4 separate regions of the Mus musculus genome follow, and all the other regions are linked to region 1. A link is a contact called in public HiChIP or PLAC-seq and promoter capture Hi-C data. All regions are on one chromosome and are shown on one strand. The core of a region is the stretch at or near the end of the contact, and the rest is flanking DNA. Distances in the headings are between cores, read along the strand shown. Region 1 holds the start of Ryr3 (ryanodine receptor 3). Region 2 overlaps Ryr3 (ryanodine receptor 3). Region 3 overlaps Ryr3 (ryanodine receptor 3). Region 4 overlaps Ryr3 (ryanodine receptor 3).

Evidence for each region. Promoter capture Hi-C pulls out the DNA fragments that hold promoters and counts their contacts. HiChIP or PLAC-seq counts read pairs in DNA pulled down with a chosen protein or histone mark.
Region 2: a promoter capture Hi-C map of hippocampal neurons shows a contact between it and region 1, with 3 times the contacts expected there. The contact joins the enhancer-like site here to the promoter of Ryr3 in region 1. A contact is called at or near these places in 14 of 39 promoter capture datasets (the 3T3-L1 cell line, the HPC-7 cell line, cranial neural crest and 10 more), 1 of 484 Hi-C or Micro-C datasets (myocytes) and 3 of 115 datasets of contacts at active chromatin or transcription factors (VIP interneurons, forebrain and stem cell-derived neural progenitor cells).
Region 3: an H3K4me3 HiChIP or PLAC-seq map of neural tube shows a contact between it and region 1, with 3 times the contacts expected there. The contact joins the enhancer-like site here to the promoter of Ryr3 in region 1. A contact is called at or near these places in 10 of 39 promoter capture datasets (the 3T3-L1 cell line, the C10 cell line, cranial neural crest and 6 more), 2 of 484 Hi-C or Micro-C datasets (both in cortical neurons), 9 of 115 datasets of contacts at active chromatin or transcription factors (SST interneurons, VIP interneurons, embryonic forebrain and 6 more) and 2 of 9 other capture datasets (embryonic stem cells and pancreatic islet).
Region 4: a promoter capture Hi-C map of second pharyngeal arch cranial neural crest shows a contact between it and region 1. The contact joins the enhancer-like site here to the promoter of Ryr3 in region 1. A contact is called at or near these places in 10 of 39 promoter capture datasets (3T3-L1-derived adipocytes, the C10 cell line, the HPC-7 cell line and 6 more), 1 of 15 datasets of contacts at CTCF or cohesin (the NIH/3T3 cell line), 9 of 115 datasets of contacts at active chromatin or transcription factors (SST interneurons, VIP interneurons, embryonic basal ganglia and 6 more) and 2 of 9 other capture datasets (adipose tissue and embryonic stem cells).

Annotation. Positions count from the first base shown.
Region 1 is chr2:113,215,029-113,218,494 of GRCm38.p6, reverse strand. Ryr3 (ryanodine receptor 3) reads left to right here and starts at 1,412. Exons shown (of 104, transcript NM_001319156.1): 1 at 1,412-1,555. The coding sequence starts at 1,505.
Region 2 is chr2:112,910,864-112,914,370 of GRCm38.p6, reverse strand. It overlaps Ryr3 (ryanodine receptor 3), which reads left to right. Exons shown (of 104, transcript NM_001319156.1): 13 at 1,968-2,136. Among named protein-coding and RNA genes, the nearest start is that of Ryr3, 300 kb to the left of the region's middle. Within about 2 kb of position 1,615, at least 3 of the 459 cell types and tissues checked have an H3K27ac peak or open chromatin away from gene starts, as enhancers often do. A contact at or near this core is called in hippocampal neurons, where this site is marked.
Region 3 is chr2:112,864,189-112,867,566 of GRCm38.p6, reverse strand. It overlaps Ryr3 (ryanodine receptor 3), which reads left to right. Exons shown (of 104, transcript NM_001319156.1): 22 at 189-292; 23 at 1,457-1,540. Among named protein-coding and RNA genes, the nearest start is that of Ryr3, 350 kb to the left of the region's middle. Within about 2 kb of position 1,341, at least 3 of the 459 cell types and tissues checked have an H3K27ac peak or open chromatin away from gene starts, as enhancers often do. A contact at or near this core is called in neural tube, where this site is marked.
Region 4 is chr2:112,841,501-112,844,946 of GRCm38.p6, reverse strand. It overlaps Ryr3 (ryanodine receptor 3), which reads left to right. Exons shown (of 104, transcript NM_001319156.1): 31 at 160-323; 32 at 2,965-3,130. Among named protein-coding and RNA genes, the nearest start is that of Gm22676, 340 kb to the right of the region's middle. Within about 2 kb of position 1,871, at least 2 of the 459 cell types and tissues checked have an H3K27ac peak or open chromatin away from gene starts, as enhancers often do. A contact at or near this core is called in second pharyngeal arch cranial neural crest, where this site is marked.

The DNA of each region.
Region 1 (3,466 bases), core at 163-2,662:
AGCCATGGCTGATGGCGTTCCTCGGCCTTTCATCTATCAACATGTACTCTTGCCAGTGATGGAGACAAGAGTCTTTATCCAAAGGTTGGGCATAGAGGCAAGCATGAAAGGTAAAGTGCCACAATGTGTGGATGGCATGCTGTATTCCAGGCAGCCTTTAGAGGAGCTGGTAGGTTCAGACCCAGAGCTGCTACTCACCTACATCTTGAGGCACTTTCTTTTAAAACATTTTTGTTTTGCCCAGAAACTACTTGACCAGCATACAGAAGGGACACCCTGCACTCTGTGCTTTTAGAGGACCAATCTCACTGCTCCCAAATCCTAAAAAATCCACCCAAGGTCAGGTAAGGATTAGTAGCCTCCTAGGACACACTGTGTGCTCTCAGCAGCCTCACACTCCCCTGAGTCCAGAGGGCTAGCTCTAAAGTGCAGAGTATGGGTAAGCGTGGGCACAAAGAAACAATTCTGACGCCATCTGATTTCCAAATTGAGGACAGCTTCTTGAAGCTCCCAGGGGCTAGTGAAGCTCTATTCAATGGGGGTGTAGTGTCCTTATCAGATTAAAAAAACAAAAACAAAAAACAAAACCAAAACGTTTATTGAGTTTGTTCTTTGCCAATTTCATGCACGTGTACTGTGCATTCTGATTATTGTACCCTCTCCTTATCAAATTTTAAAGAGTGAATGGGTTCTCTAAAGAAGAGCTACCCACGGGGTTACAAACTTTGTTATGGATGAGCAGTCACCCTCAGTCTCTCCTTGCTGCATGAAAAAGGAACACCCATTATGGGTGGTGAGGTGGTGAGTGGTCAGCGCCCTGCTCCAGATGGGCACTCCCACCCAAATATGAAACCAATACTTACTCTCTCTCTCTCTCTCTCTCTCTCTCTCTCTCTCTCTCTCTCTCTCTCTCTCTCTCTCTCTCACACACACACACACACACACTCTCACACACACACACACACACACACACACACACATGCACCGTGCAAAGTGGACAAATCTAGAGGGTTTGTGCCCAATTTGGGGGCACTGAATCTAAGCAACTGGCCTTTGTGTAAGAGCCATCTTCCCGTCGCCGCGGGGCGCGCGTCTCCACCGAATGTGCGGTGCCGTGCGGTGCGGGGGAGGTTCCACGGCTCCGGCCCGGGTCCCTAGCTCTGCCCCACACCCGCCCGGCGCGCGCCGCGCTGCGCTGTCCGCGGAGTCCGTGGCTGCCGCGCACTTGGCTGGGGCGAGAGGAGAGAGGGGTGGGCGGGCTGCTCGCCTGGCATTGGCGCTCTGCAGTGCAGTCAAGTGTTAGCCCAGCTCCCTATATGGTCGGGGATTAGCTCGGCGCTGCTGAGGCTGAGCGAGGAGCAGGAGGAGGAGGACGGAGGAGGAGGAGGAGGAGGAGGAGGAGGAGGAGGAGAAAGAGCAGCGGCAGAGCAGCAGTCAGCGCACGCCGCTGCCTAGGGGAAACAGAGGCGCCCGAGGCTGGGGCGCAGCGCACGCCCTGGGAGCCATGGCCGAAGCGGGAGAAGGAGGCGAGGATGAGATCCAGTTCCTGAGGACTGTGAGTCTCGGCGGCCGGGCGAGGCGGCGGGCAGGTGGGGAGGAGCGCGGCGCGGTGAGGAGGGGCTGCGCTGCGCCGCGGTGCGGGGCGCGTTCTCCGCACTCGCAGGCTGCAGAGGCGGACCAGCCACCTCTCCGCGGTGAGGGGCTGAGTGGAAAGGGGCCCCTTCTTCAGCCTTTCCCCCTCATTCCGTGCTGCCACCTCACACTCTCAGGTCTCCCACCCGGGACTGCTCGCTCTCCGGGCAACTCGCTACTTGGTCTGAAACCCTTGATGCTCAAACTTCAAGCTGAGCTTGGCTTGTGATTCCTCCGACCCAGAAGATCAGAGGTGTTCCACAACCGGCCTCCTGTCACCTCCACACCTTGCCGGGTCCCTCATTCGAGCTGCCTTTGGGCTCTAGGGGACAGTCAAGAAAGGAGCCAATGGGGCAGGGGCGAGAGTGGGGATCCCGGTCTGGAAACCGGGCGCCTGCTTTTGGTGGCAATGTAGGGACTGATCAGAAGGGAATTCATCCAGTACTGTCCGTCTCCCTTCTCTTTAAATCTCTATTCAGCAACTGCTGCTAAACCTTACTTGACTCACCCGCGGGTGTGTGAGAGCTACTGTTTGTGCTCCAGGCTCCCAAGAACCCTGCAGAATGGGGAAATCCCGGTCTGTGGCTCCGCGTCATCAGGTCCCCTTCTTGGCGCTGGATGGAGGGCAATGCTCCATCCCAGATTTGGGGAACGGGGCAAAGTCCAGCGCTGCTATGCCTGTCTTCCCCTTCGGGAGTTAACAACTCAAGGTGGTCGACCACCTTGAAGGACAGGGGGCAGCAGGTTGCTTCCTAGGGCTGATTTCAGCCACCTGACCTTGAACAATTCATATAATCTTCTCTACGTAGCCTCAGTTTCCTCTCGTGTAAAATGGAGGCAAATGTAACTAGCATTTCATGAAAGATAATTAAATGAAATAGTGAATTCCATAATATTTTGCAACTGACAAATGCTTTATAAGTGCTAGGTGACGAGGTAGGTAGGTCTGGAGAATTAGAATGAAAATCTTACCTTGCACTGTCCTTTTTAAGAGCGCCCTGCTTCTTTCTGTCCTGGTCATAGAGGACGACAACTTTGCTCTGTCCATCTTTTGGAACGTTCCCTCTTGCTTTGCAGTTTCCTTCTAATAATTTTCAGACCCATCCTTACTTCCATTGTCTCTTCTTCAAACACAGTTCCTTGGTCAAGGCTCAGTCTTGGGTCTTGTTTGACGGACAGAGAAGACCAACCATTCTCCTAATACGTCCGAGAGGCCAGAAGCTCGTCTACTTTGTCCTGGTTCATCTTTACACTGTACACAGCCCACCCACTGTCTCAGGGCCCGGCAAACTACCTGTTCTTCCCAGAGCCCCGTGGGACCCTTTTGCTTTTCCTCCAACAGGTGTCCTCAATAGTGAATGACTAACAGCACAGGTGCTTCTGGATTTGTGCCCTCTTCAGCCATGTTGTTTGTTTGTTTGTTTATTATTAAAAGTCTAGGCACAGATAATTGAGGAAATTTTCTTTGGGCAGCTTGAGGCAGCTTGAAGATGAGACTCAAGGAGTTAAGGTTAGAGATCCGAAGCCTGACCTCAAGTCTTCATTTCATGTAGGCTGCTTGTCTTAGCTTCGGTAGCCATCTTCCCAGCCTTCTCTGTACTGGGCAGTGTTGTTGTAGTTGAGAACACCTGTAGCCAAGGCTTAAAATGGCAGTGGTTGTTTAACTTTGTCTCACCAGTTTTCTGGAGATCAGAGTAAATGGAACTCTTTTTAAAGCCAATCTAGAGACTCTGTGGGGCTCAAGCACCCTGATCAATAGTTCATTTGCAGAGGGCTGAGTATCTGCACAGCTCAGAAGGAGAGCTGAGGTCACCAGGGAGTGACTCCCAGGTAT
Region 2 (3,507 bases), core at 366-2,865, 300 kb after region 1:
ACTTTCTCCCTCCTCCTTTGTGGTAACATTACCATGGTGATATCTCTATCTGTTAGAAGCCTAGCAGCACAGTTTTATAATGATTGTCTTACAGAATGGTTTCTTGAACCAATGAAAAGACCAAAACCAGAAAATTACATTTAAATCCTTGTTTTATTATAATGCCCTCTCACCTTACTTCCTATTTCTTCATGTGATCTCTACCTACTGTTTTGAGTCATTAACTTCAGCCTGTGTGCTTCATTTAGCATTTCTGGTCTAAGAACATTCACCAACTGGTCTGTGTTTGGCTGCAAAATACATTTGATATTTAAGCAGTTGACAGTTCATTCCTGGAGCTGACTTTATATCTTCCTGAGGTTCCACATTCACCCAGATATAAATAGATAACATGGACCCTGGCCAGTTCTTGCCCTTGGCCTGCCTTTCCCAGTTGCAGGTCTTTGCCCTGAAACTGACTGAAAAGCATCCCTAACCTAAAAGACAATAGCCTCCTACTGTTCTTACCAAGGTTTGTGTATTTAAAAAATTAAACATTTCCCAATTTGAGATGTCTATATCTTTATAGATAGATAGATAGATAGATAGATAGATAGATAGATAGATAGATAGATAGATAGAAGATAAATAGATAGATGATGATAGATAGATAGATAGATAGATAGATAGATAGATAGATAGATAGATAGATAGAGACAGACAGACAGACAGACAGACAGACAGACAGACAGACAGACAGATAGACAGGCACTTTGTTCCCAACAGAGCTCTTACTTTTCTCAACCACCACAGCCTCTTTTAGGAGAAAGAAGAACTAATGGCAAATAAACCCATACAGCAGAGGTGACAACTTAGCAACACCTAGGAAATGAAAGAGAAAAATAATTTGGATACAGGCTCTTGTCTTCCATTTCTTTTGAGAAGCCAACAGTAAGCAGTGGCTGGTCCAGAAGGCAAATCTACACTATGAAATAGAGATACAACAGGACCGGGCAGTGAAGAAGGAAAGTTAGAATTCCATCATGGTTTCTCCTTCTCCCATTGTACAGTGGCTATGAACTAGCAGGAAGACAGATAAGCAAACAGTGTGATAGATAGAGAATCTCAGAAATATGTGTAAGGCAAAGATGTTGACAGTAGCCCTTTGAGTTTAGCATTAAGAAGAAGTAACAGAAACCAAGAGGGGTAGACACTGGAACTGAGAGGGATAATACTGAAAGCCTAAGAAAGGAGGCATGTGCAGAGAGAATCCAGGGGAAGGAAGATCCAAAGGAGGGAAAGAGATACACTGAGGAAAGGTGACATTAACAAGTGACAGAAAGCAAGAGTGTGCACATACGCAAATACAAAGCTATGCACAGATGCATCAGAAGACATTTGGAGAGAGGAAGAGAGAAGAGAGGGAAAATGGATAGACCTCCCCCACCTTCCCCAGCCTTGTGATTTATGTGTTCTATGAAGGTAACATAATTTGAAAGAACAGTATTGTAGGTTAATACCTTTGTTATTTTTCCAAGTGTGCTTATTTAAAGAGGAAGTGTGACAGACAGATGGGGTGAGTGAAGGGAACCATCTGCTCCAGATAGAAATCATCATCCTGATAACCACAGTTGACATTCCCTCTTTAGATTATACAGAAATCATCATTAGACACTCAGTAAAGACCTGCTTGGTGCTGAGTGCTGAGCACAGCAATGCAAGGATAAACTGTAAGTTGCTTGAAAATAAATGTGCCAAGAGGAATCATGTCTCCTTGTTTACGAAATAGCTGTAAATGAATACAAATATTGTCTCCTGCTGCTGTGTTGCTGGGCAAACTTCATCTTGAGGTTGTTGGTGCAATGACTACCTCAGCAAGCAGCTCCCTGTGGCAAGCATGGGGCTGGAAGGAGTGAGGACCCAGAAGACCTTAGTCACGGTCCCGCTAGTACCTGGCCCCTGAGCAGTATCATCTCATGGCTTTTTAGTGGAAACAATCGCACAACTGCCCCTGTCGCCTTGCCAACAGAAGAGGTTCTGCAGACCCTGCAAGACTTGATAGCCTACTTCCAGCCACCAGAGGACGAGATGCAACATGAAGACAAACAGAATAAGCTCCGCTCTCTAAAGAACAGACAAAATCTTTTCAAGGAGGAGGTAAGTCCAGAGAGAGAGACAGACAGACAGACAGAGAGACAGAGACTAATTGGTTGTTTGATAGATTTACTGACTGACTGATTGATTCTTTACATTCAGAGCTGAAATATATTTACTGCTGCAGCTTAGCTTTGTCTGTAGGTATACACACATTTATGAACAGACTTAAGAATAAGAAGCTTCTCAGAAACTGGAAAGAAAAGGATTTACTGGGGAGGAGCGGGTATTCCTGACAAACACCACTGGAATATTAGTGATGGTTGGCACATTCAAACTGCTTAAGATTTAATGCTTCATTGCAATTTGTGTCCAGAAGCCACATACAATAAATCAGCTTGTAATCACATGCTGGTGGTTGTGATCCACAAATTTTGGGATACGTCAGAATTACCTAGGAAACCAGCTGGTAAAATGCAAATGCTTATATTCACCCACAACAGAAGTGTCTGAAGGTTTGAAGGATACACGTGACAGTATGCCTGCTATTAGACAGTGAACATCTGAGTCTCTGGGGCAGGGACTGAATGTGAGGGAAACATAAATAAATGGTAGTATGGTGTCCTAAGACTCAGGCCTCCGGATGATCTTAGACAAATCAGAGCCTTCTCTGAACTTGGGCATGATGATCTGGTGTTATTAGGCTGTGGTAAACTCCAGCACTCCATGGCTGGAGGTTCATCCTAAGTTATTGCTGTGAGATGTTCAGTCTTCACATTAAAGTAAACCAGGGCCTGGCAGCATTCTGCAGAGCTACAGACTACTTAAAGGACATTCACCATTTTCTCCTAGACACAGAAGTTTTCATGGCATGGCTTCCTCTTGTAAAAATGTCAGAAAAGGGGTTGAAGTTTTGCTTTAGGTTTTGTTGTCTATAAACCCCCCCTAGGAGTAAAGAAAATGACCATGATTGTCTGATGCCAATAAATGAATTTTTTAAACTGAAAATTTTTTTTCATACAATATATTCTCATCATAGTTACCCCTCTCCCAACTCCTTCTGCATCCTTCTCACACACTTTTACCTAAATCCCCCCCCCTCTCTCTCCCTCTCCCTCTCCCTCCCCCCTCTCCCTCTTCCTTCCCCCCCCCCCTTATTAGAAAACAAAAGGCAAAAAGGCAACTAAAAAATAAAAATTAAAAAACAAAATAAAACAGGATGAATTAAACAAACAGGAAAAAAAGGCACACATACACCAAACAGACACACACACACACACACCTCTGGAGGTTGGGGAATGCCCAGGAAACACAAATAGATGCAGAAACATACAGAAATTGCATAAAAATACAAAATGAAAATCATAGTATGAATGAGATTTCTTAAATTTGAGGTTTAGACAAAAAGTAGGTGCTGTAACCAGGGCAGTTTCT
Region 3 (3,378 bases), core at 92-2,591, 350 kb after region 1:
TGGGAGCCATATGTAAGATTCCCAAGAGAATCACGTGCATTCACCTATCAGCAAGTTGCTGTCTTTGTCCTGTCTGACATGGATTGCCTGGTCGTGCCCCCCCCCCCCAAGGATGTTCACTTTTGTTTTCACAGGTCAGTGCCAGCTGTCAAGACTTAAATCCTCTCCCCTCTTATATTGTCACCTAGGTGCGGGATGACAACAAAAGGCAGCATCCCTGCCTTGTGGAGTTTTCAAAGCTCCCTGAAACTGAGAAGAATTATAACCTGCAGATGTCAACGGAAACCTTGAAGTGAGTGTTTAATTGAGTGCGGACTAGACAGTGAGCGGATGGTTTGATGCATTGTAACTAAACTGCAAAGGCATGTCCCTCTTGTCTCCAAACGTAACACACTGATAAATCCTGGGCAATAGTGATTCTTCATGTCACAGAGTTTAACACAGTAAGGAGCTGACTCACATTAGTGCTTAGTGAATGTATTTCTCCAGAGACCATTTGCCATTTGCTGTTTTTCTGGAAATGGGAAAAATGCAGGAGGCATGGAGCAGGATAGAGGAGAGAAATACAACCAAAGGACCAAATGTTACTGTGGTTAGTGTTAAATCAAGTAAAAAAAAAAAAAAAAATAGGATAGTGTTGAAAGCAAAGGAAAATTTGGTTTGATTACTAAAATCTAAGTTTTTAATCAACTTTCAATTGTTCCACCATCTCATTTATGATCCTAAAAAAGACCCAGACTCCCTAGTCCATGTGGACCTCCCATAATTCCCTTTGTGACTCTTGACTGCTGCTTCTTTGTATTTTCTTTTCCTTGTCAGTGCAGAATACTCTAACATTGTCTGATCACATAACAAAGATGTCATAGGCTTACAAACACGCTATCTTTAATTGTACTATGCTTTTTGAGAAAACCATTTTATGCATCTTGCTACATCAAGTAAAATTCAAGATGCTATACAGACATCATGCAGCAAGTATTTGCTGACCTAAAGATTTAATGTTAGAATCCTGTCTATTCCATGAACCCAAGTCCTTGATATAATTCAAAGTGAATTTCAAAACTAGAAAATGTCTCCATGTGGGGCAGTTAACAAGCTTCTCTTTCACGTTCTTATGCTTGCTATCACCTAAATCAGAAGTTGGCACATTATGGCCTGTGGGACAAACCAACCAGCCACCTGTTTCAATAAATACATTTACATTGCAACAAAGCCAGGCTCACTGTTTTGCATATTATTGGTGGCTACTGTTTCCCCATAATGGCAGAGTTAAGTAGCTGTGACAGAGATATGTGGTACACAAAGCCTTGCTGTCTGCCTCTTAACAGAATATGTTGAACAACCTCTGGTCTAAATGAATAGCTTTTGTCCACTTAACCAGCTCAGACATGGGTTAGGGTTCTTATTACCCTTCATCTTTCAGTTGACACAAGTCTCTTCCTATGCTATATCACAGAACCTTGCTGGCCCTGGGGTGCCACATTGCTCATGTTAACCCAGCTGCGGAAGAGGATCTAAAGAAAGTCAAGCTTCCCAAAAAGTAAGTGAACTTTCTAATGGCTCAAGCAGAACATGGAAGCTGGGGCGGGGGGGAGGTTTAGAGGCCATGCACAAAGGCAGATGACAGACTTTGTGTCATCTTAGAATGTTCCTCTAGTTACTTAGATGACTGGAACCCTCAGAAGATACCCACTGGAAAAGAAGCATTTCAAAGTCCCCTCTCCTTTTGCACATTCTTCCCAGACCTAGTGCTAGTATGATTAATTTTTAGCTAGGAGGTATGCAGACCTCAAATGAATCCACTCTGGTGAATAGGAAGAACAGTTGGCAAAAGAGCTTGGATATGGTTCCTAGTCACTGCAGAGACTCATTCCACTGCCCTGGCACTGGGATAACACATAAATCCTTAAGAACATGGGATTCTGTATCAGGATTTCATTTACCTCTCTATAGCTCTAGTGTGTCCTACTGTCTTTCCTATCTCTACATCCAGACAGTTTCTCACACTGTCTGCTGGCTCATTCACTGTTCTGTTCTCTTGCTCCTCAGTGCCAGCTCTGGGTATGCACACAATAAAACACAAGTGTCGTGACTAGAGCCAAAGCAGTGCCATCCTTAATGACATGCTCACCATCACTATCCTGCTTACACTCCCAAGCCCATAATGAGTCAGTCTCCTGATGTCATAGCTCCTGATGTCAAGGAAATCGTATCTAAGAGAGGATATCTGGAGAGGCATACTTCTAGCTGAGGTTGCTAGAACCAGTACATACTGAGGCTATCAGGAGCAGCTGTCCTGAGACTGGATGGTCTCCTATGACTACCATAGATTCTGTATCCCGTGCCTTGCAGAGGGTTCTATATAGAATTGGCCTTAGATTACCATGTTCAAGTTTTTGCTCTAGTCTGGGCAGTTAGTAGTCCTAAAGCTCATGGGCACCTCTAGACTCATATTCTCACATGGATATAATAACTGCCCTGGGGATAGTCACCCTATTCACAATGTACTCAACCTTTGCCCTTATACATATATCCACTTGACTCATAGTAAGCTCCTTCAAATTTGCATGCTATGTTGCAAATTATAGGCATTTGAGGCCATGACTCCTGCAATGGAGAACTAACTGCAAAAGTCACCTCATGCTCACAAATTTTCAGCTGTCACGGCTTTTTGTTTTAATTCCAAGAGGAAAGGTTGGGCTTTGCAAGAATGGGTGGCCATTCTATGCTAACTTATAAGAAAGCCTTTACTTCCAAGTTTTATCCTTGTCAATATGGTTTTAACATTTTGTGTTCCTAAGTAGAATGGAGAGGTTTCAGATGATGTTGCAACATGCTGAGTGTGTCCTTCATTTCCACAGCACATAAACAGTTTTCTTATATATAAAGATAGATTTGCATTATTGACTGCGCTCTTCAATGTTATCCTTTGAAATATATGAGATATATTAGTTGTAAGATGCTACAAAGAGGGAAGATTTTGTTTCTGCCTTTATTTGCTTAGTGATTATGTACACGCACACACACATGCATGCACACACACACACATATAATCTTAGTAAAGTAAAACTAATACACAAACTCATTACTGTTTACAGTATTGAGTGTGACTATGAGTGCTCAGCCATAGATGAGTTAGCTGTACCCACTCCCACACCAAAAGCTCAGGAATCACCCCAAAAGAAGGCACAGGAAACGTTAGAGTATGGGAAGAAGTACTGTGAAACACTGTAGAGACAGCTATGGTTATTAACAGAAGACCTATTCTAGATTGACCCTGTAAAAAATTTCAGCAGGCGGTAGGAGCTGATTCAGGGCACTGCCTTCCACTGAGGAGCTAGTGGCAGTTGATGGCTGTCTGCTAGGGAAGGAGAGTTA
Region 4 (3,446 bases), core at 622-3,121, 370 kb after region 1:
CCAGCTCAAGCTACAAAGTGAGACCCAATAGGAAAAGAAAAAGAAACTTTCAGTGTGTGCTTCTTCACAAAAATGAGCCAAGTGAGCTACTGAGTGATTTTATCTCTCAGCTCTCCTCCCAGACAGACCCCCTCACACACTCTGTTGTCCCCTCCACAGCAATGCTACTATGCTATCCGCATTTTTGCTGGGCAGGACCCATCATGTGTCTGGGTTGGATGGGTGACTCCGGACTACCATTTATACAGTGAAAAGTTTGACCTGAATAAAAACTGCACTGTGACTGTCACCCTGGGAGATGAAAGAGGCCGGGTCCATGAAAGGTAAGGAGGTCCCAAGAAGCGCCTTTCTCCCTACAGCACACATTTATACCCAACCCTACACCCCAAATGAAGAAAGTATCCCAGCCCATCTGAAATGGTGAATAGGAACTTAACTGATTTAAAAAGCTTTAAGGAAACTGGGATCACCATGACAGTGGAAAGGAATGTTTGTAGAGACAGAAGGTCATTTTATCACATATAGAAATCACAATCCAGGGATAGAAGAGAAAGCTATATATTCTTGAAATCAGGGAGCCCTTTCCACATTTGGTTCCATGATTTTGAGGCAGGTCCCAGTTACTACAACATCAGAACAAGATAGAAGAGTCTCCATTTGTCTGAGAGAAGCCAGTTCTGAGGAAATCGAACAGATGATCAGTAGCACACAGCAATTGACAAGTCAGAACCCCTCATCTTAAGAGTTTATGATATCTCAAAGCAGAAAGCATATAAAGAGAGAACCATGAACAACTAGTGAGTAGAGATTAGGGCTCTTTGGGAAAAACATGTTTCAGGTCTACCTAGGTCACCACTGTCCGTTGGCACTGCTGCCAGGGAAAGCCTTTGCCCAGATGTGTCCCAAACATCATCTTAAACTAGTGTCATATCACCTGCCTACTTCCTCTCCTATGGGTTTGGAACATCATCTCCCTGTGTATTTCTGTACCAAGATGTGGTAGATTTCTTCTCAGGTAAGCCTTTACACTCTACAAAGTCAGGAATCCTTTCCTGTCAGGGCTTTTTATACAGTATTGCTCATCAAAACCTGCCGGCCATGGAAGAATCATGTCACCCAATGGCAGACCCCTATAGGCAGATGAATAAAAGCAGACTCTGAAGTCAAGTTTAGATACTGAATAAGCTTGAAACTAATTCTTAGTCACTTACTAGCCATGTGAGCTTGAACTTTGATTTCCTTATATATAAAATGAAAATAATTATTCAAATCCCAGAGTGCTATAAGAAGTAAATGAGTTAATTTGTAAAAGAATGCTTAAGACAGTGACTTATCTTAAGTACTTGATAAATATTAACTCTTACTGCCAGCACTTAGAGCAAAGCCTGGCACACTGCAGTGCTCAATAATTCTTTGTCCTTTGTCTGACATAATAAGCAATAAACACAAAATTGAGTTTTACATGTTTCAGGGCATTTTAAATTTGGTGTCTTTAAAATATACACAAAGCCTGCCAGTTTACAGTACACAGCTCAATACATCAGTAATTGAATTCTGTAATTTATAAAGCAGGGATAGTATGGCTTGAGTTCAAACTTTATAGAAACCTATCCATGGCTATAAATGGAAGACTCAATTTGCAGAGGTCTCTGCCTTGGGGCACTCATCCTGAGAAAACAGCCCATTATTGTCCAGAATAAGAAGAAATGAAGGGAGAGGGATGTTTACTCAGAGAGGGTATTTCCACTCACAGGAGAAAGTGTCAGACTTCTACAAACAAAAGGAAATATAGTATCTTAATTCAGCCTGGATATTTTTTCAGAGAGGTAAACGGCCTTCAGGGTTCGGGGAACTGTCCACCACACAGTGCTGAATGCGTGGTCCAAGTTCCTTCACACAGCTGACAGAGCTAAGCCACAAGAACTTAGGCCAAGCTACATCAGATCAGTCTGTGTGTTCAAAGGATTTTCTCTTGCATCAAGTAAGGAATAAGTTGTTCTTAAAAGAGGCCACATCACATCACTCCAAAGGCCCAGGACCTTCAGCTGTTGCACTATAGGTGAGCAGGGAAGGAGACAGACCTGACTGCTTGTCATCACCCATTGAAAGAGGCTCTGAGAATCACAATGCATGTGGCCTATCTTCTCAAAAAGCTCACTCTGGGTATAAAATCCTGCAATTAAAAAAGTCTAGCTCGGGGTGCAGCCCCGTGGTAAAGCCTTTCCTTGCTCTGCATAGGATCCTGGGTTTCAGTCCCACCACCACAAAAGTAAAAAGAATAAGAAATTTGGTTTTGGGAACCTTTTGGAGGCTTTTGGTCATCACAGCTTGCCTTTAAATATAAAGACCACGTGGAGTTCTACACTCTGGAAATGGGTAGGCAGCTAGTGAGAAAGTGATTATTTAGCTATTTGGGCTATTTTGTAGTGAGGCCAACAGACTTCTAGAGAGCAGTACAGTGTAGTATACTTCAGGGAGCTGGGAGGCCATCAGAGACAAACAGTCTATCTGGATTCTAGTTGCCATTCCAAAGAATATTATCCAAGTTTTCAAGCACTTTATGGCCTATGATCTCAAAGACCAGACAGGAATACTGAACCCAGATTAATGAGTTTGCTTCTCATCCAAATTTCTCTGTAGATTTGCCTAAGGTAGTCTCCTCTCTGTGGTTTTTCTGTCCCTAAAATGGGAGTATTGCTCTCCTCAATATCAGAAGATTGGATTGCTAATGGGTTGAGAAACAGTTATCTAAGTACCAATGTCTTTGGAAGGAGGCAGCCTGCCGTACTGCCACATCCCCACACACAATGGTTCATGCCTGAGTAAATTTAGTTGAAGCTGAACAATTTCATTCAAGGAAACAATTATGTAGGACTAATGGTGGTTCTGAGGCATTTTACAAGTGAGTTGTGACTACAAACCACCGAAACCATATTCTACAACTCCTCTCTCTTTGGTTTTCAGTGTGAAACGCAGCAACTGCTACATGGTCTGGGGTGGGGATATTGTAGCCAGTTCCCAAAGATCAAGTCGGAGCAATGTAGACCTGGAGATTGGCTGCCTTCTAGATCTGGCAATGGGCATGTTGTCCTTCTCAGCTAATGGGAAGGAACTTGGCACCTGCTACCAGGTAGGTGTGGCTTCCGAGGCTGAGCTGTTGCTTTGAGCCTTGGGCCTGGGGTTTATGGTTATGTTCCTAATTCTTTTCCACTCCCCTCATCCTCCCCCAGTTGGTAAGCCCATGCAGACTACTCTATTAGACTAGCAAATAAGCACAGCATGCTTGTATTTTATACAGAGAAAAATATGTTTATGGATTGGATGATTTCTATCTACTGGTCATCTTTTAAGAGGAAACATCAGTTTTTCCTTATTGAGCTCTAAAAGATTATTCATGTATTCCAAAACTATTTCTCTGCAGTCTTTATGTTGTCTGTGATAGATAA